Linked DNA regions of Mus musculus: all the other regions are linked to region 1. A link is a contact called in public Hi-C and HiChIP or PLAC-seq data. All regions are on one chromosome and are shown on one strand. The core of a region is the stretch at or near the end of the contact, and the rest is flanking DNA. Distances in the headings are between cores, read along the strand shown. Region 1 has its middle 66 kb from the start of Gm35514. Region 2 has its middle 69 kb from the start of Gm26844. Region 3 has its middle 61 kb from the start of Gm35444. Region 4 has its middle 39 kb from the start of Gm35444.

Evidence for each region. Hi-C and Micro-C count contacts between places; a contact is called where the count stands out from the background. HiChIP or PLAC-seq counts read pairs in DNA pulled down with a chosen protein or histone mark.
Region 2: a contact with region 1 is called in a Hi-C map of muscle stem cells, with 3 times the contacts expected there. The contact joins two enhancer-like sites. A contact is called at or near these places in 11 of 484 Hi-C or Micro-C datasets (cerebral cortex, cortical neurons, embryonic stem cells and 6 more) and 1 of 115 datasets of contacts at active chromatin or transcription factors (embryonic stem cells).
Region 3: a Hi-C map of muscle stem cells shows a contact between it and region 1, with 3 times the contacts expected there. The contact joins two enhancer-like sites. A contact is called at or near these places in 6 of 484 Hi-C or Micro-C datasets (cerebellum, muscle stem cells, nephron progenitors and 2 more).
Region 4: an H3K27ac HiChIP or PLAC-seq map of VIP interneurons shows a contact between it and region 1, with 4 times the contacts expected there. The contact joins two enhancer-like sites. A contact is called at or near these places in 4 of 484 Hi-C or Micro-C datasets (cerebellum, myocytes and uterus), 1 of 115 datasets of contacts at active chromatin or transcription factors (VIP interneurons) and 1 of 9 other capture datasets (embryonic stem cells).

Annotation. Positions count from the first base shown.
Region 1 is chr13:69,459,469-69,463,177 of GRCm38.p6, reverse strand. No RefSeq gene overlaps it. Among named protein-coding and RNA genes, the nearest start is that of Gm35514, 66 kb to the right of the region's middle. Within about 2 kb of position 2,042, at least 9 of the 459 cell types and tissues checked have an H3K27ac peak or open chromatin away from gene starts, as enhancers often do. A contact at or near this core is called in VIP interneurons and muscle stem cells, where this site is marked.
Region 2 is chr13:69,208,143-69,211,851 of GRCm38.p6, reverse strand. No RefSeq gene overlaps it. Among named protein-coding and RNA genes, the nearest start is that of Gm26844, 69 kb to the right of the region's middle. Within about 2 kb of position 1,876, at least 1 of the 459 cell types and tissues checked has an H3K27ac peak or open chromatin away from gene starts, as enhancers often do. A contact at or near this core is called in muscle stem cells, where this site is marked.
Region 3 is chr13:69,228,948-69,232,656 of GRCm38.p6, reverse strand. No RefSeq gene overlaps it. Among named protein-coding and RNA genes, the nearest start is that of Gm35444, 61 kb to the left of the region's middle. Within about 2 kb of position 1,951, at least 2 of the 459 cell types and tissues checked have an H3K27ac peak or open chromatin away from gene starts, as enhancers often do. A contact at or near this core is called in muscle stem cells, where this site is marked.
Region 4 is chr13:69,250,798-69,254,506 of GRCm38.p6, reverse strand. No RefSeq gene overlaps it. Among named protein-coding and RNA genes, the nearest start is that of Gm35444, 39 kb to the left of the region's middle. Within about 2 kb of position 1,981, at least 13 of the 459 cell types and tissues checked have an H3K27ac peak or open chromatin away from gene starts, as enhancers often do. A contact at or near this core is called in VIP interneurons, where this site is marked.

The DNA.
Region 1 (3,709 bases), core at 793-3,292:
CATGCCAGGGCAAGAGTACTATGGAATCTCTGCCCGGTGATGGAGGCAGCTCACGGCGACTACTGCCTGGGATGATTACATCATGGCTTGGGGTGTTGTGGAGGAAGTTTGGAGGCAGCCAGGATGAAAGCAGAGGACTATCCTCTGTACACCATCCCCACTGCAGCAGCCTGGAATCTGGTAGTACAGCCACATTTTTTTTTGTTTGTTTGTTTGGTACACTTATTTGGTTTTTTAATTAATTAATTAATTTTTATTTATTTATTTATATTTTTATTTTGTTTTTTTGAGACAGGGTTTCTCTCTTTGTAGCCCTGGCTGTCCTGGAACTCACTCTGTAGACCAGGCTGGCCCCGAACTTAGAAATCTGCCTGCCTCTGCCTCCCAAGTGCTGGTCACATTTATTTGTAACCAGAAGGTTCACTGGGAATAGCTGCTTCATGACAGTCTTTGACACTGAATGAGTCCTGTGTTGAAAAGGTAAGAGTCAGGGAGATTAACCTTTCCCTATGTCTCTTCCAGGGCACTCTGGATGTATAGCTGCAGGGCACAGTGACTAACGCAGAGCTTAGAGCAGTGTTGGGGGAACCACAGAGTCTCCTTATAGGTCTTTTTCGGGGGTGGGGATGAGGGTGGGGGTAGGGAGATCTCTCTTCCTCTTATTCTCTTCCCCCCAACTCCTTTCTTAGTCCGTCCTTACACAGCCAGTGGAATGCTCTTGCTGTGTCTCAGTCACTGTGCTCCGTGAAAGTGCCTATGTTCAGGAAGAGAATAACCTGACTCAGCCATGAGTGACAGGCCACTAGCTAGATGTCATGGCTGCTTTAATCTCTTCTTTCTTTACCTGGATGCCTCCCAATGAGCTGGTCAGCTTGTCATATCCTATGCTCCCTGGACCAATCGCTGTGTGTGATTGCATGTGGGATGTGAGATTTCATGGGTGTCCACGGGGCTAAGAGTGGGGAGGAACACAGAGATGCCTTCGCTCGGTATGTGAACAGCAGGGAAGAAGATCTCACCATTTTACATCTGCACCCAGTCACCTCTCAGGGAAGTGGGCCTAAACACAGCTCATGCCAAGCCGACCACACATACCTTGTTTTCATGCACGCCTCCCATCTTCTGTGCCTTGCTGGTCATCTGGCAGACATTTGTGTGTGTGTGTGTGTGTGTGTGTGTAACTATTAGCATGCTTTAATTCAACTTTTCTTAAGTTCCACTGATCACCTCCAAAAGCCACGTGAGAAATCACTGGTGAGAGACATACTGGAGAAATGACAAATCTTTTAAATTCAAACTCCATTTTAGAGAACCTAACCTAAGTTTGAACTCAGGTAAACTAGCAGGCTGGTACCTAGCATTAGTTTCCAAGTTGCCCCACCCAACAAAACCGGAGCCTAGCTCCAGTCTCTAGGCTAATCTCCAACAAGACCAGCGTTTCCAGGTTACACCATCAACAAGACCGAGGTCTCCAGGTTTTTTCCCCAACAAACCTGCACCCCCCCCCAGGTTACAAGCCCACCCCTTGCCTAACAACCACCAATGCAGAGGGGAGCAGAAGTTAACTTTATGATATGACTCCCAGCACCAACCAATTATGTTAAAGGCCACAGGAGCTTTCCAATTAGATGCTTGCACATGTACTCCCTGCTTGCTGCTTACTATAAAGTCTTGCCCTATAGACATTCGGGGATCCTCCCCAAAAAAACTTTCTCTGTGACAGCGGTGCGTTGGGGGTGTGTGTGTGGGGTGAGCTAGCTTGAATAAAGACCCTGCTGTGAGTTGCATCAAATTGGCTTCTGTCTGGTTTTCTTTTTTGGGGGAGGGGGGGCGAGGGGGTCACTGTTTCCCTGGCACTACACTGGAGTGTGCTCATCCTGTTTTCTGGAAGCAATTTAGAATTCTTGAACAAGTACCTGAGGTCAGCTGCTGCAATATGAACAAGGGTGAATCGTTTTTCTACACAGAGACCACAGGACCGTGAGAGAAAACCAAACAAAAACTGAAACCCAGTTGGTGCAAACCAGAGACACTGGGGGGCGCTATTTCTCTACCCAGGCTGCCAGTGAGCGGCTGGACTCTGAGCTTTGGAGCACTTTCTTCCTTTCTGCAGTTTCCACTCTTGTCTGGGGGCTCACAGGTGTCTGTCGTTCTTCACACCTGACACGCTTACTCCCACAAGCTAAGATCTCTTCACCCAAAAAAGGCGCCTGGCTAACCTGTGACTTTATTTTAGGGGGAATTTCATGCACCAAGCTCTGGAAAGGAGAGGAAAGTCTGGGCGTCACGTCACTTCCAGACATCTGCCCACACCCAGGAGTCTCGAGTGGATGGATATGACCGTCCTCATAGCTTGCTCTTCACTGATGAGGAGACATGTGTGGAACCCACCTGGGCAGGAGTGACCCTCGGGAGTGGCTGAGATCTCAGAGGACTATGGGGTTGGGGATCTAGGTGTTTGGGGCTCATGAGTGGGACTCACGGGGCAGGGAGGTTTCGAGTTTTTGTTTTTGTTTTTCCCAAAGCACAACTCCTCTGGACTCTTCTGAGAAGAACACAAGGCATTTAGACGTAAAGATACTCCATCCACAGCAACTAAGAAATAGATTAGGGACAAAGCACCAACGTTTTACAGCTTAGGAAATGGGGTTTCTGGGGTCTCTTGGAAGGGGCCTCGAAGGTCGGCAGTTGGGTGATATTTCTAGATCACTTCCAGCTGTCTTCCCCTTGGCACCTTGATATTAGTTGTAAGCACAGAGGCAGCTTAATATTTTATTTGTAAGTAGAAGTGGGTGGGAAAGTTATTCTTCCTTGGAAAGAATTGTTGAAAGGAGAAGGGTGGCATTTTCCATGAGTTGTAGGAAAATGGTTCCCTTAGCCTCACTACCAGGGACTTCAGGTCAGAGAGTTTCACCACTGGCCTCCAGGCGGCGCCATCGCCTCAGCGCAGCTCCATGGTGACTTCGCAAGACTGCAAATTAGAAGGTAATTAATAGAAGAGACTTTTAATTGTTTCTACATTCTGGAAATGAAACAGTTTTCCTTTGAAGAAAATCTAAAACTTAGTGTTGAGGGGAGTAGCTGAAACTCTTTCCTAAATTTAGATATTCCCAAAGTGTTTACAATTACTACATATTGTTTAGAGTGAGCCCAGGATTCATTATCTATTAAGTGATTTGCAGCAGGCCTTCTTTAAATGACAACTTCTTAACTTCTTTTCATTTATTATAACATGCCACAGTTTTATTTGAATATAAACAACACATTACATGATATACTTTTGTTCCAAACAGCATACTAAGTGATGGCTTTCCCTCCCGGCCTTCTTCCCCTCCCCCATCTCTAATGTCAGCTTTGCTAGCCGGGGCCCCTCCAGCAGTAGCTTCAAATCCCGGGCCTCTCCAGCAGTAGCTTCATTTCCCTTTCCTACCACACTCATTTTCCTGCCCTCTCTTTCTTTCCCTCTTTCCTGACATCTTCCTTTCCCTCTTTCCTGCCCCTTTTTCTAGTTTAATGATTTATACCCCCTCACAAATTTCTACATGAATATAAAATTTAAAATACAGAATAGGCATGTGAGATGCTTATTACATAATATCTGTCTTTCTGAATGTGTATTATTTTTTAAAATTATAATAGATTTCAGTCTACCCATCTTAATAATGATTTTAGATTTCTTTACGGCTGAATAAAATTTTATTGTGTGTGT
Region 2 (3,709 bases), core at 627-3,126, 250 kb after region 1:
CCTGGTCACCCTGCTTGTGAGAAACTGGTTACTGAGCAGGGAGTGCCTATGATCAGGGTGACTTCCATACTGAGCAGCCTGTTCTGGTGCACTGAGCAAGGGAAGAGCGACTAGGTTTAAAGGCAGAAATCATATCCATGGCAACAAGCTTGCCAACATTTTGCTTTTCTTCCATGAAGGCCCATGGACATTGCTGCACTCTAAAATCCTGATGACAATCTTGGATGGAAAGCAATTCTGTAGGTTCCTGGATTCCAACTTTCAACTCTTCTGGGCCAGGACAGTCCATTGATGCTAAAAAGCATCCACAGATAGCAATTCCAATGTCAACAGTAACCAGTGTCACTTAAATAGCAAGCATACATATGCATGTAGGGTGCCACACCATATGTGCATGTTTACTGCTTTGTTTACTCAATCATCCTATTATTTAAAATGCATTGATGTTATTTTTCCGCCATGCACTACTCTCGCTAACTCTTCAACTGCTGCACTTTAAATAACTTTAGAAATGTCTACAAAGTTCTAGTGAGCATTGCTTATCAGTTAAAACAAGCTGTATGTATTAAGCAGTATTCTTTCATAAACTCCCATATCTTAAAAAAAAATTGTCAGAAAATGTAACATTCTGTTCTTTTTTGTTGTTGTTTTTTGTTTTTTGTTTTTTTTTTTGTTTGTTTGTTTTGTTTTTTGAGACAGGGTTTCTCTGTGTAGCCTTGGCTGTCCTGGAACTCACTCTGTAGACTAGGCTGGCCTCAAACTCAGAAATCCACCTGGCTCTACCTCCCAAGTGTTAGAATTAAAGGCATGTGTCACCACTGCCCAACCGTAACATTTTGTTCAGGATTTTATTTTATTTTATTTTTTTACTCTATGGATGTCTCCAGCAGGTGTTCGGAGGTGATACAAAGTAGTCCTTGTATTTAGGTAATTAGGACAGCACCACTGCATTTCAGCTGCATTTCTTTTTACCTCTCGACTCTTTTTCTGTTTCATAAACATCTATTTTAGCAATTGCAACAATAGTTAACATCCCAATATAAATGGGAGAAACCTCACAGGACCCACCCACTAGACTAAGAGCTGAAACAATTAACAACTGCAGAGAGAGGGGAAACAGTCTTCCCAGGGAGGAGACCCCTGGTCTGTTTTCCAGACCATACGGTCAGCACTAAAAATATGCACAGGCAGGCAACACTGCCTGGACACAGGAGGTTGTATAGTATATATTCTTTTATATGTATCTGTAACAACAATGTTTAAAGAAGAGAATGCTGTGAATCTGGGAGGTACAAGAGGGAAAGGAGGGAAGAGAAGGAGGGAGAAATGTTTTAACTATACTTTAATAAAAAGTTATTTGGAAAATGTAAAATAAAGACTATCAAAAATTTTGAATTATTAAACACACTCATATATTTGACAAAAACCCCAATTGTGTGTTTACATGTATTAAAAAAAAAGTAAAAGCTATGCAGAAGACAAAAACCAAAATTGTTGGTGGTTAAAGCCCTGTGTGCCTCCGTAGAATGCCATGGTCACAGTGCAGAGGACTTAGTAACGAGCTTCATTCTTTGTTATTTCATTTTTGCACAGTAGCCTGTAAGAAAGCAAACACGTCATTTACGTAGAAGGACAAGATCTGCGATCTGATAGCCAGCCATCTTTACTGATTCATCCGTGGAAAGAAAGTTTAAAATTAGACAAAGGGTTCACACCAGGACTTTGATATATTGCTGCTTGAAAAATCAATTTTTCTGAGTCATTAAATCACAGACCTTTCTCGCTTGTTTTTTTAGAAACTTAGAGGTGCTTTCCCCATGACTCTCATTTAGTGAATCATCTCCTGGCAAAAATTTGGCATTTCATACGTACGGAGCTCAAATGACGTCCAATAGAATTTATTACACATTTCACACAGGCAGTAAGTTGAATAAAGCAAGAGGCACCCTACACTCATGGGAACCAAGGATCAGAAATACAGTTGTTTGTCTATTTGTCTGACATTATTTCCATCTCCTGGCTTCTTCCTTTTGGCTTTTTAGCACTAATTAATTCAGAGAGCAAAAGATAAAGATGGCTTTTGTGTTCAGGGAGGGGTGATCTGACTTTCACAGTGATAGCCACAAAGAACAGATCAACATTTCAAAATAGAAAAATGAACTAAATAGAATAGTTTTTATGTTATTTTATGGAGAAATATACTTCCATGCCTCATCTTTAAAAATGTTTTATATCTTACACAAACTTTCATCACCAAGTTTTACATATTTTACACATCTCTATCAGGATCTTAATTCATTCTACTGACTAATATTTTATAGTTACATTTTAAGCAACAAGTATTCTTCCAAAATTATATTTTTTTCTCATTTCTTTTATCCATAAATCTTGAACTAAAAATAATAATTTGGTTTGAATCCTAAGGTGTTTTTACTTCTCCAACTAGCATATTGCACATCTTTTGAATATTACATATTTCTTTTCTCATTACTATAAACAGATATCAGGTTACAGCACAGAGGTGCCTGGTGGGGAAGACTCGCTGCTTTGGAAGACTTGGTCAAGGCTCCGTCAGGACCTGGCAAAGCTGACTTTCTTCTTTTTAAGCCCTTTTGGTGTAGTTTAGGAACCCAGATCATGAGATATTGCTATGTACACTCAAGAGTGCGTCTTCCTGCCTACTTACCCCTCTCTAGCCCACTTCCGTAGGCACATCCAGAATGGCATTTTATTAATTCCCTGTGTGTTTCTTACTCTAATCAAATTAACAATTCAAATTCACTACCACAAATAGGAAACAGGATTCACATTTATTATATGACTATAGATTTTGTTTGATTTTTGTGTGTGTGGTGTTTGTATGTGTGTATAATTACTTATTTCTTATTTTCTGTTTTCTTTTTGAGCAACGCACTATATGGCTTGTTTTAATTCAATGATTCTCAGCCTGTGGGTCACAACCCTTTGTGGAGGTGGTGAGGTTGAATGTCCCCTTTATAGGGGATGCCTAAAACCATCTGCATATCAGATATTTACGTTACAGTTCATAACAGTAGCAAATTTACAGTTATGAAGCAGTAAGACAAATAATGTTGTGGTTGGAGGTCACCAACCACATGAGGAACTACATCGAGGGGTGGCGGCATTAGGAAGGCTGGGCACCACTGTTGTGTCTCCGCTCATTAGGTGGCTACTGATGGTCAGCTGTCTTCAGGAGAGGAATCAACTTTACATGAGCCCTTGTTGCTTGGGGAGAAGGACAACATAACAGTTCTTTATGCAGAGATAAAAATGGACACACATCTGGAAAGGTGGAGACGCACATTCGATGCTTTCCACCCCACAGAGTTTTATGGGATGTACAACAGTTTCCATGGAAATTCCTGAGAAGTTTTGAGAACTTCTGGCAGCTGACATTATTTTACTAGAGACTTTCCTAGTCTATAAAGCAGCAAGCTTAAGTTTTCTAAACTGATTGTTCCCCCTCAGGGGGTCTGAGTTTATCTATTAAAAAGTAACTCCTGCACGTGCAATGTCAACCTAATTTCTTCATTAAATGCTGTGTTCATCACTTTTATTTCTCCTTTATGACGGCAAGGAAAACTTGGACAGAGGAATGTTGGTGCACTCCTCCCCCCGCCCCCCCGCCCCCCCCCAGATGAGGGTAGTTGTGAACTTGATCCCTTAAGCTCCCATGATAAGCATCAGT
Region 3 (3,709 bases), core at 702-3,201, 230 kb after region 1:
TTTTTAATAGCTACTTTCTGTAGCCAGCTGTGGTTAGGACAGCTAATCACCTGCGTTTGATATGAATGACTATTAACCAAGGCTGTTGCAGCATTAAAGACAATATGAAAATAGACATACACTCTCTAAAGAACTCTGCACCGGTGAGTTGATTAATGTGAGCACAGCTCCCAGAATGCTCTTGGGTACATCTCAGAATGGAGATTTAGGACTCTTTACAGTTTATATAGATTGAGGAGATGCCTTCCCTAAGGGCCTTTTGTGAAGAACAGAGAATGGGCCTACTTCTGTTTCTTAATTTCTGGGTTTCCCAGGGAGCTGGGGATGCCTTGGTTTCGTACTACCATCAACATTCTGTAATTTGCTGTTCTGTCCTTGATACGTGAACTTTGGATATCTTCTTCCCAGGAAGGCGGCCTTGGGAACACTGCACCCTGGTGTTTATGGAAAACCTGAGGCCTGAGATGGACTTAGTGATGACTTAATGATTCCTTAGTGCTAAGGGTTGTGGCAGAGGGGGAAGCATGTGGTATTTAAAGGTAGTCCATTCATGGACTTTCCTTAGAACGGGGCAGCAAAGTCCTGCTTCCGAAGTCTCAGAGGCACCTGCATACCAGGCGTTACGTTAGACACCTTTCCAACCACAGTCTAATTTGCCTCACTAGCCCTAGAGGTTCAGGGGGTTCCAATTTTAGCCTGAGATGTCTGTCTAATGTCCTACTGAGTTATTGTCCAGCTGTTATGATGCTTCACATTCCTTCAGTGTGAAGCCCATGTGCACGATGCTGTACTCTATGACCCTGGATTGATCAAGACTCTTGGATGCTAAGCATTGAGCTCAGTGGTGTGGTACTGAGGAGGCCCTCACCTGTCCCTGTGGAGCTTAAAGGGAGCTTAAAGGACACTACACACACCGTTAACATGTAGCACCATGACTGGGAAGGAATAGGGAAAAATGCCCTGGGATCTGGTAGGAGCAGGTCTTGCTAATCATCACCCTTAAATTCTCAAACAGAAATTCTCTCTTGCACTTCTGATGCACAGATCTGAGCATCTGTCTGTGAGCTTGGGGGAGGCAATGAGCAATGCCATTCAGTTCTTGTGTTAGTTTGTTTTCTCACTGTTGTGACCAAATGCCTGACGAGACACAGTTTAAGAAAGAAAAGGTTTGTTGCGGCTTGCAGTTCCAGGAGAAGATAGTCTGCCATGGTGGGAAAAGCACAGCACAACAGCAGGATGGGGAAAGGGGGTGGGGTGGGGAGTGCCAGCTGGTCACATCACAATCTATATTGGTTATCTGTCTACAGAAAGTGTGATCAGCTTATACAACCACAAGCCTTCCCCATTTTGTGCAGGAAGGCTCTCCCTCCTGAAGGTTTTAAAAACTTTCAGAACAGGGTCCTTGACACAAAAGGGGCTGACGAAGGCTACAAACATTGGGTTTGTGCCTGAGCTTAATTAAATGAACCAAGTAGGCTCCTAAGCTCTTCTGTTAAAGTAAGTTCTTGTACGTGACACACAGGATTCTTGACACAAGTCTGGAACTTTCAATTTCACCCTAAATTATACCCTAACAAGAGGAATTTAGTAACAATACTATTCATTTTTGTGACCCCGGTAATAGGGCATCCAAAATGTGCCTGTTCTTCATGCTCGTGAACTATTTGGATTCTTTCTTGACATGTCATGCCACTATGGGAAAAAAATGTTATTTCCTGAATGTAAGGCTATAGTGTTACTTTGAGTGGGAACTTGTAATTACTCTCAAAATCAGATGATTGGCGGTCATCCCTCTCCTCCCCAATGCTGTGTCCTTACCATAACTGCTCATGCTTGTTCCACTACTCATCAGTGCCCACACACTGTCTTCAGCGGAAGCTGAAGACAATCTACCCTCAATTGAGGCTCAATTAGCACCGCCTAGAGTCCCAAAGCACCCTCTCGCCAGCACGAGTGCTGGCTGCAGCTGGCCATTACTTCCACGAAGATGCCCCAATGGAAATTAGGAATGAGCCATACAGCCAAGAGTTTCAAATTCCACCATCCCTAAAATGTGATATCATCTCCTCGTGGGAGCTGTGACTTCAGAGTCCCTACAAGCGTTCTCACGTCCTCCCCGGATCATGCCCAGCACTCCAGCTTGTTGCAGCTGCCTTTCCTTTTACACCCCTATTTACTCCCAGCCATGTTGTGTCTCTTGCTCACATTTTCCAAACTCTGAGCTCTCTTTCCCACCATTGCTGATGTGCTCTGGGACATTGCTGGTCATAGACTCTTCCTTTGACCTCTCTAATCAGTGGTCTTTGATGGGTTTTGATGACTGTTGTAATTGGCGTTGTTTATTTTTCCTACTGGTTTACACAGATTGTCTTGTGGCTTCTGTTGCCTTTTACAACCTTTATCCACTTTTATGTCTGTTTCAAAGCCGCATGGACAGGACCTGTCTCCGGGCAGAGCAAACAAGCAGGTTGCAATGAGATAATGGTGAATGAAACCACATGGGATGTGACAACTGTCTTGCAGGCAAATTCCCTGCACCAAAGAGTTAAGGCAAGGAGAAACATCTCAAAATCAGCATGGATCCTTTCTAAATCGCAGGCCCTTTAAATAGACACGATCCAAATAGTTTTTGGGTTCAGATGGATTATTGGGGTCAGCCTTTGTTCTGTTTTGTGTCATTTTCTTGGGGAATTTTTTGTTGTAAAGGATGTTAGAGCATTGTTCTCTCAAATGGATGCAAATCATCTGTTTATTCATTCATTCCCTTCATTCATTCATAGCATGTGCACCGTGCACCTGCTCTGTCCCAGGCATTGGTCCAGCTTCTAGGGATATGGCAGCAAATGAAGCACCCACAGCCTCCACACCCTCACCACGGGGAGGATAAAAATCTAGAAAACAAATAAATGTAAAACCCAGAGGGCAAAATGGAAACTGGGTGGTAGTGCAGGGTGGCTGGGAGCTGCCTATGGTGGCCGGAATGCAGGAGTTCTCTCTGAGGGCCATCTATGGAGGCTGAAGACAGAACAAAGGAGAGGCACTGATGCAAGCCCAGAGTTAGAACAAAGTCTGTGCAGAAGACTGGCCCGAAGTACTTAGTCACTCAGATACTCTATAATTTTGAAATTTATCTAGAGAAACAAAGGAAAAGTTGCATGGTTGGCAGGCAAAAATATAAAGGGCTCAAAATCCTCTCTATATATTTCAAGGCAAAGACCACAGGATGTAGACGTAGAGTCAGAATGAGCACTATAATTCTTCACTTCTCTGTGTTCGAAATATTCTTTGAATTGCTGTATGAAAAATTACCTACATAGACCAGGATCTTACACTTGTCAAGTTGAATGTTGTTAAGATAGTTTTGGAGTAAGAGAAACAGGCCCCAACTTGGGCAGATGTCTACTGCTCAGGTACAGGCCACACCAGTCAGAAGAATAGGTGAGTGGTCCTCCTGCCCATGGAACTGCCCCACTCCCTAGATTTAGTCCCCCCAAAACTCAGTCACTGCCACCTCCACCTTTCTTCCCTGCAGTCCTCTGTGCTGCTCTGTGCCCACTCCCAACTAGGACAGACTTCCCTGCTCAGGTGCCCGTTACACCAGTCAGAGCAACAGGTAAGTCAAGGATAACAGTATAGATAAGCAACACCCAAAAATTCTATCAGGAAACTCCTACAGCTGATAAATACAAGATAACTCAAAAACATCACT
Region 4 (3,709 bases), core at 732-3,231, 210 kb after region 1:
AAAGATGAAATAAATTTTTTTTTCAAAAGATTACATGGAGTTGAGTCATAACTGAAGGTGAAGGGAGTCTTGAATCAAGGTCATTTAGACTTAATATCTCTGAGGATTTTACAGCTGTAATTTCAGATACAGAAGAGAAACCGTAGCTCAAAATGCACCTAGAAGAAAAAAAGAAAACACACGTAAAGAGGTTATGCATATTGATGCCTGCTCTAGCCATTAAGCCGTGGCCACAAGATAATTCTTAAGGACTGAAGGGAAAAATAAAAGAAGTTATTCTGACTTTTGAATTAATTGGTTATTCTGGTTCCAAGGTCACTTGACCTGTCAATCAAATACTACCAGGATCTCAGTGGTTCATTACAATGGAACTTTACATCTCAAACGTAAGAGTCAAATAACAAAATGCTGAGTGTTCTCAGCATATAACTTTCAGAGAGCAGAGTCATAATCAAATCTCCTCAATGTTCTCAATGTCCTCAATGCCCCAATAGCCTTTCTATGCTATTTTCACTGAGCCTATACTTGGAAGAATGCCAGGTTCTTTTATTTCATCTTGGTCCTTCTGTGTCTTTTTAAGAGACATCTTACTGTTCACTCTTTTTTTCTGATTATGAAGTAGCTGTCATCACTTACTAACTTGTACGAAAGTTAGAAGTAAAAAAGTACTAGGAAACTGAGCCCAAAGCACCCCTAGGTCTTCATCTCAGACAGTCACAGTCACTACTTGTAGACTATTACCATATAAACTCAGCACACAAAGGTTTATCCTACAGGAGTCCTCATGGCACTGTTGGGAGACCTGGAAGTCTCCATCCCTTGCAGAATACTTGAAGAAATATGCTGGAAATAATTTCCTGGGCCACTTGCCAGGACTAATACATCAGAACTGCTATGTGTGAGGCTCAAGAATTGATCATTTTAACATTTCTCATGAAGCCCACTTGGTCCAGTTCCAAAGATATATACCGGGGGCAGTTGACATTCAGGGTTATTGATTTCTTACCACTCACATGCAGTACTTAATCCAGCTACAATCTCTGTAGCTCCCACCACCGCCAGATGACTGAAATGTGACCAGCAATTTCATCCACCCATGCTGCCTCTGTCTTGAGTTAAGTTGGGGCTCCTAATGACAGGGGAATAAAAGCCACCTCCCCGAGGCACCATGGGATGCTGTCCTGCCTAGAAAGGTACTGTTGAGATGTAGTTCACGTGACATCATTACACTACCCAATATCATCCACTGCCATCATGCTGCAGAGACAAAGGATAACATAGAGAGCATCTGAAGTGTATGGTGCTCTGCCTCCTCTGTGTGCCTTACACAAGAGGAAGATATACCCATAGGTGCCTGTGGTGGTGGCAGCTGGAGACACCTTACATTGTCTTGAAGAACGTCATGGTGATATGGTATCTAATGCGTAGAGTGTCCCGTATACTCAGCCTGGTTGTAGCCACCAGCGGCCACGGGTTACTGGGTTCCTGAAAGGAAAGCTGGGGGTAGATGGGAAGGACAGTGAGAGAAATAACGAGCCAAGACAAAGTTCTCTGATCAAGATTCAACTTTAATTTTTGAGTCTGAATTTTTAAAGGGGGGAAACCTATCCCCCACTTTGTCAGGAAAACAAGCTCAGCTGCTCAGCAGGTAGTGGCTTCTTGCAGGAAGCTGCAGATGTGACAGGACAATAGACTTTACCTAGGTCAGAAGACTCCACTCTAGGTAGGATAGCCGACTGTGGCAGACAAGGTCTGATTCAGCCCACTCAAGGTTGCAGGGAGGGCACACCTAGTGAGGCTGATCTGTTCACAAATGCCAGGAGTGTGTAGAAGCCCTGCATCAGCCCTCGCCTCTTTTGTAGCCTCTTCCCCTTCACAGTAATGGCCGTTCTCAATTTTCTCCTCTGCAGAACACATCAATCCCACTGCCACACCAGACACTACTTGATGGCTTGGAGGAGGGCCAGGCTGGCCGGCTTCCAAGTGGCGTCGGATTTTATGCAAGTATGGAACCTACATGGAGTCTGCTGAGCCACAGAGATCCAAGCGCTGTTTGTGCCAGCTCACACTCTGCATTAATCTGACTCCGATACCAACCCCCCTAAGCCAGTGGACTAACATCGCCAGCGTCAGCATGGTGTCCTAGTGCTGGTATCGTTTCACTCAAGGCTGCTCCATTATGTGTCTATCTAACTCCAAGGAGAATCTGCTTGGGTTAAGTGTAGCTCTCAAAGGAAAAGCAACCACATTCACCATCTATATAATCTCTCTGGGGCAAAGACAGTTCCTTTTCTTTATGTGATGGGGGAGTTGTCTAAAACGAGTGTTTGCGGGTCTAGAAATAAACTCGTAGTCCTCCTCCCTGTAAATTCAATCCTTTTACAGTGCTTGAATGTGACATAAGCAACGGTCCTTAAGCTGCTTGAAGTAACATTTCTTAACATCTCAGAGGCGGCTCTTTCAGCGGGTGGTTGGGATTTCAGGTTTCCACGAGGCCAGAGCATTTCCCAGGTGAGGTGGATGCTTGTGCTGCTGTGGTGCATGAGGTCTGTGTGGTTGGTGCAAGGCAGATTTCTTAGTATTGAACACTTAATAGGAATATGATGTTTGCATTAAGTTTTATATTCTCTCTCTCTCTCTCTGTGTACGTGTGTGTGTGTGTACATGTGTGTGTGGCTCATGTGCTATGGCCTGTGTGTGGAGGTCTAAGGACAGCTTTCAGGAGTTATCTTTCTACCATTGGGTTCCCAAGATTTGGCTAGCATTCTCCAGCTCGGACACAATTGTCTACCTGCTGAGCCACTGTAGTGACCTACCATTTGCTCCTGAGTTTTGAACTTGGGAGATTTAAGGTGCATTTTGGAATTCTGTGGGAGTGGTAGCATCGTCCCTCAGGTCTGAGGCTGAGCACTTTACGAATAGGAATCTCTGCTCCCTATCCCAGAGGCAAAGAAGATAGCTGGGTCCCGTGTAGTAAAATGAGAGCACTTCTCCAGTGGACTCCTGGGCTGTTGTCTACGATACCATTAACAGAAGCCTTGGGATGAGTCTAAGCAGCGTCAACACCTTGGCCTGCCAGTGTAGACAAGTCATCTGTGACACTGCCCAAGATGAGACAGAGTAAGAAAGGGAAAGTCAAACACTCAGTGGAGTAGACATTTAGAAACCTTTCGGTGGCTGCAAAACAGGCCTTTGTCTGGGACGCTGTGGAAACTAGATGAGAATGTATTCATGAAAATGGCACTGTGTTCTCTGGCAGAGCAGTGAATCCAGACAGCTGAGATGCCTGCAGAGGGGAAGAGGGAGAGCTCAGGCTTTCAATCACTCTGAGCTGCAGTTCGGCAAAAATTAAAGGCCCTGTGCAGCTCCTTCAAGTGCTTTGAAAACCAAACCTTGACAGATTCTCATGTTTTCCCCAGTAGGATCAGACAAGCGACGCGGGCCTCTTGCTCTGTCTTATGCATTGCTAAGGGACAATAAAATTGGTAGTTTTGGTTCAGTGGCTTGGGGAAAAGAAAATAAATAAATCACCAGTTTCATAGTGCTGTGGAGACACATTTTAGGTTTCATGTTTTGTGACACAGAATCCTAATGACAAAGTGTGGAAGAAAGGCTGGGGCACACAGATGTCCCTCTTGGTGAAGTCAGAGAACTGTCAGTTGAAAGGACACAGCACAGGCAGGAAACAAACTGGAGATTTTCATGACAC